2 separate regions of the Canis lupus genome follow, and region 1 is linked to region 2. A link is a contact called in public Hi-C data. All regions are on one chromosome and are shown on one strand. The core of a region is the stretch at or near the end of the contact, and the rest is flanking DNA. Distances in the headings are between cores, read along the strand shown. Region 1 holds the start of ID3 (inhibitor of DNA binding 3, HLH protein). Region 2 has its middle 29 kb from the start of RPL11.

Evidence for each region. A called contact is a pair of places that touch in the nucleus more often than the background predicts.
Region 1: a Hi-C map of blood shows a contact between it and region 2, with 3 times the contacts expected there. The contact joins the promoter of ID3 here to the enhancer-like site in region 2. A contact is called at or near these places in 7 of 9 Hi-C or Micro-C datasets (amygdala, blood, liver and 1 more).

Annotation. Positions count from the first base shown.
Region 1 is chr2:75,273,270-75,276,697 of UU_Cfam_GSD_1.0, forward strand. ID3 (inhibitor of DNA binding 3, HLH protein) reads left to right here and starts at 1,696. Exons shown (of 3, transcript NM_001003025.2): 1 at 1,696-2,058; 2 at 2,178-2,260; 3 at 2,786-2,824. The coding sequence starts at 1,759. The coding sequence ends at 2,237. All of the region lies in intron 3 of LOC111093589 (a long non-coding RNA gene), which reads right to left.
Region 2 is chr2:75,206,847-75,210,098 of UU_Cfam_GSD_1.0, forward strand. No RefSeq gene overlaps it. Among named protein-coding and RNA genes, the nearest start is that of RPL11, 29 kb to the left of the region's middle. Within about 2 kb of position 1,660, at least 4 of the 20 cell types and tissues checked have an H3K27ac peak or open chromatin away from gene starts, as enhancers often do. A contact at or near this core is called in blood, where this site is marked.

The DNA.
Region 1 (3,428 bases), core at 446-2,945, 66 kb after region 2:
CGGGACTTCAGGGCTGAGTCTACCATTAGCTGTGGTGTGACACTGGACATGTTTTTATAGCCCCTCTCTGAGCCCTTTACTACCCCACACCTGCCTGTCCAAATTTCATAAAGCCTTAGATTTCTAGTATTGGGAAGGATTTAAAATAATCACTTAGCACCATCTCCCCATATTAGTCACAAGGCAACAAAGGCCAGGGTAAATGGGCTTGTTCAAGATCGCATGGCTATGTGGATTTCCAGTCCAGCGTCCTCTCTACCATTATTATTTTGAGATTCTCCTAGCTCTGAGCTCCCATTGTCCTTTTAATTAGTGCCACATACTATAGAAATCTTAATTGTTTCCTGTGTTAATCTTGTCTCCCCAAATTGTGAGATTCTTGAGAGCAGGAGCCACTGTTCTGTGTAAGATGACTCCATAAATATTTACCAACTGATTGATTTAGGAAGCAACCATTGGGGGAATCCCACCTGGTCAGTTCCAAGATGAAAACCAGCATTTTGAGGCTGCAAATTCCCAAAAGTTCTGGGAAGTGACAAGAAGACAAGAATACTGAGTGCAATGTCCTGTTGCAATACAGGGCTTAGCTTCCCTGTTCTCTGATCCCTTTCCTGGGCTCTCAGATAGAGCTGGAGCTATTTCAGTGAGGCTAAGAATAATCAAGTCCAGGTGGCCCTACCCTTCCATAGCAGAAAGGGACAGACAATAGAGTGATGAAATTACCAAACTATTGTTTTCTGCATAGAGGTGTGTGGAAAGTGTGGGGTGTGGGGGGATGGCAAAGCAAGAGTTAAGAGATTGACCCCCCCCCACGGGGGACCCCTTGAAAGATTGATACAGAAATCATCTTGTCTGTCGCCCCATATTTAAAACTCGGTCTAAGATTTTAATCGAACTCACTTCCAAAACACAACTGGCAAATATTTGGCTCCTTATGGAGCGCATGGGGCCAGAGGGTGGGAGCTCCTTTCTCTCCCCATGCAAAAATCACGGATTCGGCCTGCTTTCTTCTTCTTCTTCTTTTTTTTTTTTTTCCTTTTCCCCTGTTGCTCAAATAGTGTTCTTTGCTCAAACCCCCTTCCCCTCCTCCTTCTGCAATCTCAGCCCTAGCCCAAATCTGTTTTCTTCATTGTAAACTCAGCTTCACCGCAATTAATTTTTTTTCCCCTCTGGTCACAAGATAATTCCTGACGCCAGTGAGTCTGGAGGTCAGACGAACAGCAAATTGGGGAACAAGGCGGCACTAATTCCTTACAAGTTTCCCTTGAAAAATCCTTTGCTTTAAAAAAAAAAAAAAGCTTCTTTGCTGTTCAGGGATTTATGACCTCAGAGGAGCTGTGGGTTCGAACTAGTGTTGGGCTGTGGGTGGACTGGCAGGGGGCAGGGGAGCTCAAAGATCTGGGGCGCTGCCAGGAAAAGGCAAATTCTTAAAGTTAATGGTTTTAAGTGATTTTTTAAAATCCTCGCTGGCAAAGAGGCCTGCCTCTCCCCAGTATCAGCGCTTCCTCATTCTTTGAATCCGCGGCTCCGCGGTATTCGGCGTCAGACCAGCCGGAGGAAGCCTGTTTGCAATTTAACCGGGTTGTGAACGCCCAGGGCTGGCGGGGGCGGGGCCGAGGCGCGCGTTTTGCATAAAGGGGCGTGGCCCCGACCGGGCTCTATAAGTGGGGCCGCGGCCGGCGTGCGCGCGTTGCCAGCTGCTGTCGGGGCTCCCTGGCTCTCCTGCTCCTCTCGGCACCTCCGGCCTCACTCTGCAATATGAAGGCGCTGAGCCCGGTGCGCGGCTGCTACGAGGCGGTGTGCTGCCTGTCCGAACGCAGCCTGGCCATCGCGCGCGGGCGCGGCAAGGGCCCGGCGGCCGAGGAGCCGCTGAGCCTGTTGGACGACATGAACCACTGCTACTCGCGCTTGCGGGAACTCGTACCCGGAGTCCCGCGAGGCACTCAGCTTAGCCAGGTGGAAATCCTGCAGCGCGTCATCGACTACATCCTCGACCTGCAGGTGGTCCTGGCCGAGCCCGCCCCTGGACCCCCCGACGGCCCGCATCTTCCCATCCAGGTGCGTGGGGGCGTGCGCGGGAGGTGGGGCGGGCTCGAGCTCCGGAGCCGGGATGCTGCTTGGACTCCTGAAACTCCCAAACGCCGGGCATCACTTTACCCTCTTTCTCCTCGTCTCAGACAGCCGAGCTCGCTCCGGAACTCGTGATCTCCAACGACAAGAGGAGCTTCTGCCACTGACCTGGCAGCCCTGGCGCCTCCAGGTGAGTCTCCCCGCCGTCGCCCAGGGGGTGGGGGTGGGGCGGTGCTTAAAGCGACAGATCTTGGAACTGGTTGGCCTTTTAAGCGATTATTGCCATCTCAGTTTGGGGAAAACGGGGCGAGGGAGGGGCGAGAGTGGCTTAACCCTCGGTTCCATCAAATGAATGACAGAACCAATTCCCATCCAATGTGCGTTTCCACCTTCCGCGCGCTTTGCCCCTGCCCTCCCCCAGTGACCAAAGACAGGGGGAAAAGTAGGCGCAGGTAAATAAAAGAGCCGTTCTGTCCGTAGTTGGGAGTGTAGGCTTCTCCCAACTAGTGTCAATTCCAAGAGGGCGGGGTGGTTGCAAGCTCCGCCTGTGGTCCTTTGGCGCCAACTGGGTGGGGGCAGCTTAGGGCTCGGAGTTATCAGCTGGAGGTAGAGACCAAGTTTCCTCCCTGGCGCCGGGCAGTCTGCGGACGGCCCCCGCCTCGGCGCGCTCGGCGGAAACTGATGGCTCCCTGGTCTTCTTTCCTCCCCCGCCCAGAACGCAGGTGCTGGCGCCCGTTCCGCCTGGGACCCCGGGACCCTCTACGGCCGGAAGCCCGAGGGCATGGATGGGCCCCAACCTCGCCCTGCCCACTTGACTTCCCCAAACCCCCGCCTCGAGGCTGGACCTGGCGCCCGGGAGCGGAGGACTGTGAACTTGGGTGGCCTAAAGAGCCAGAGCTAGCTCTGGGCACCAGCTGGGCAACATCTCCCAGCCCCCACCCCACCCCCAAGTTTTAAAGACTGTCTTTCACAGTGTGGAGTTGGGGGGGGGAGTGGCTGCTCTCCAAAGTCTGCCAAGGCAGCAGTAGAGCTGGTCTTCTGGTCTCCTTGGAGAAAGGCTCTGTTGCCCTGATTATGAACTCTATAATAGAGTATATAGCTTTTGTACCTTTTTTGCAGGAAGGTGACTTTCTGTAACCATGCAATGTATATTATTAAACTTTTTATAAAAGTTAACATTTTGCATAATAAACGGTTTTTAAACACTTGAGTATATGAGTATGTAATTTGTTTCCTTAAATGCTAATGCTCTCATAAGGCTGAATGTAGGGGAAATATAGATGTCCTTCTTGGACCTTGGGAAAAGCAAACTTGCTTATTAAAGGGAGATGGAAAAATGTCAACTAAGACTGGGGGCG
Region 2 (3,252 bases), core at 410-2,909:
AATTCCATCCCCCCTCCATCCGCTCCCATTATCAGGTCTCAGAGTGACTTCTCCAGAAGTCTGACCTAATCGCCTCCCACCCTAAGGACATGCTACCCATCTGTCACAGCCAAGTCCAGACCCCCTAACCCGGACACGTGCAGCCCTTCCGTGTTTGGGGAGCTCGTCTCAGCCTCAGTCTCATCCCTCCCCCATCTCTCCAACTCTTCCAGGCTCTAGTCACCACAAACCACGAGAGCAGTATGACACCCTGGTGAAAAGGCAAGACTGGGGTCAGCCTGGCTGGACTTCACATCCCAGAATCAATGCCTCTTTGAGTCTCAGTTTCCTCCTCTGTAAAATGGGAGTTGTAACAGCATCGATGTCCTAGGATTGTTGTGGGGACTAAACCAGGCCATGAAGGTAGGACTTGGAATAGGGCCTGGCACACGGCCAGGACTCGACAAACCTCCGTTTCCTTTCTCTGCGAGCTCCTCAAAGCCCAGGGGACTTAGTGGACCTGACCTCGGAGACTGTCTTTCCCCTTTGCCTCCACCGGGGGCGCTGCAACCCTCTCCACAGCCCCGGGGAGATGGGCTCCACCTGGGACGCTTGCCCCAAAGCCCCTCAAGTCAGCTTTAATCAGACCTTCCTCCTTCACAGAACTTCTCACTCTAGGACCCCTCTTGCCACCACCCCCCAGGGCGGAGCCAATGCCAAGTCTCCAAACAGCTCCCAAGTCTCTCCCCACCTCTGCACCCCTCTGCCACCCCTTACATCAGCCACCTTGTGCCCACCCTGCTTCCACCCTGCCCCTGCAGCCCTCATCCCAGAATGAACAACTCTCCTCCCCGCCCCTTCCCTGCGACCGTTTCATTGGCTCCCCAGCAGGGTCTGGCCGACCCAGTGGGCTGTGCCCCTGCCCCAGCCACCTAGCAGACCTCATCCCTTCTGCCGCCTGGGTTCCAGCCACACTGGCCCCAGGAGCACTCTTCCCCTCCTCCCCCATCACCCCTTATTAAGCCCCTTCAGATCCTGCTGTCCTCAGAGACATCGTCTCTGACCCTCTCACTACCATTAAATCCCATGACATGTCTTCACAGCCCTCTACTTCCTCCTCTTAACCCTTATCACAGTTTGTAATTATATACTTGAGCAGCTATTTGATGAACATCTGCCTCCCCGCTTCCTTTGGAAGCTTCCTGAGAGCAGAGGCTTATTCCATCTGGCCCTAGGGGCCCGGCGTATACCAATGGGACTGCTGCATGGAGTTTGCCTGTTTCCTTATGTGTCCCCTCTGCTCCCTTGTCAGGATCCCAAGGGGAGGACCCTAATCCAGGTCTGTATTTCCAGACAGGACCCCTATTCACCCTTGGCCTGGGACATCACAGGGCACCAGCAAACACCCCATAGGTGGATGATTACATCTTCTGCTGCTCTTCCTACAATTAAGATCTTAATTATGCTTAAAGAATCCATGATGCATTGTGATGAAATATGACTAATAGTATCTACGGTCGGCATCGGCCTGGCTGTCAGCTGTCACTACCCAATTATTCCCCTAGGGGAGCACGTTCTCTGACCTTGAATATCTCTGCAGGCCTTTGTCATGGGCTTTCCCAGCCCTGGTCAACCCTGTGCTTCCCCGGGGCAGTGTCACTCTTTTCTGGTATTTACAGATGAGAAAGTGGAGGTTTAGGGAAATTAAGTGGTGCGCCCAGAGGAGGCCGAGCTGGGGCTCAAACTCAGCCTCCAGGTCCTACCCCTGTGACTTTCCACTCTGTAACTCCCCAGCCTGTCCCTGCCCGTCTCCACGTGGGCAGACACACACGGTGGTGACCCAGTGCCCCTGCCCTCATGTAGTACATAGCCAGGAGGGGGGAGGGCTCGTGATGACTGCTGAATGAATGAATGAGAGAATGAATGTTTCCTTAGCAGCAGGGGCCAGGCCCCAGGACACCCTCCCTGCTTCCAGAGGCCCCCAGCAGAGATGCTGTCGCTAGTCAGGGCTCGATCTCAGAGCCCAAAGAGGGAATGGCAGAAAAAGGGCCTGAATAAGAGGAAGAGGAGTCACAGGCGGCAGCACCTCCTGAGCACCGCACTTCACAGTTTGCAAAGCCCTGACACTCACTGCCTCTCACTGAGATCTCCAAGGAGCTTTTGCAAGTAGCAGAACAAATAAACAAACAAGAAAAAAAAAAAAGAAAGAAAAGCTCTTCCCCCTCCTTCTTTGCAAAGCCAGTGTGTGTTCTCTGTAAACAATTCAGGACCGTGCTGCCCAATGCAGTGAGTAGCCACTTTGTACACGCGGCCACTCAAGTTTATATTAAATAAAATGAAGTAAAATGTAAAATTCCATTCCTCAGTCTCACTGGCCATTTTGAAAGTGCTCAGTAGCCACACGTGGTTAGGGGCTGCCGTGCTGGACAGTACAGATACAGAACATTTCCGTCACTGCAGAGCATTCTATTGGACAAAACTGATTTATGACATACAAATAAGCAAAAGGAAAAGGGAAAACACCTGCAATGCCATTTCCCAGAGAAAACCACTGCTGCTGACATTTTGGCGTGGATGTTTCCAGTTTTTTCCAGGGCGGCCATTATATATTGTTTTTTTGTTTTGTTTTGTTTTTTTTCCAAAAATGGGTTAACACAGCTCCAACTGTTTTATGGCCTTTTTTAAAAAAAAATTATCAACATACTACAAATAACTTTTTAAACAGCACAGGGATCCCTGGGTGGCTCAGCGGTTTAACGCCTGCCTTCGGCCCAGGGCCTGATGCTGGAGTCCCGGGATCGAGTCCCACGTCGGGCTCCCTGCATGGAGCCTGCTTCTCCCTCTGCCTGTGTCTCTGCCTCTCTCTCTCTCTGTTTCTGTGTATCTCTCATGAATAAATAAATAACATCTTACAAAATAATAATAAAAAATAAACAGTAGCACAGTATATGTATGACTACTACAATTAATTTACCCAATTTTCTGCAGATATCTGCATTGTCTCCCCCTGCCCTTTTTAAAAATCAGGGCAACAATTCTTTTTTTTTTTTTTTAAGATTTTATTTACCTATTCATGAGAGACACAGAGAAGAGAGAGAAGCAGAGACACAGACAAAGAGAGAAGCAGGCTCCATGCAAGGAGCCCGATGTGGGACTCAATCCAGGGTCTCCAGGATCACGCCCTGGGCCAAAGGTGGCGCTAAATCTCTGGGCCACCAGGGCTGCCCAACAATTCTTCAAAGAAAAAAAAATTATTGAGGGGTGCCTGTTTAG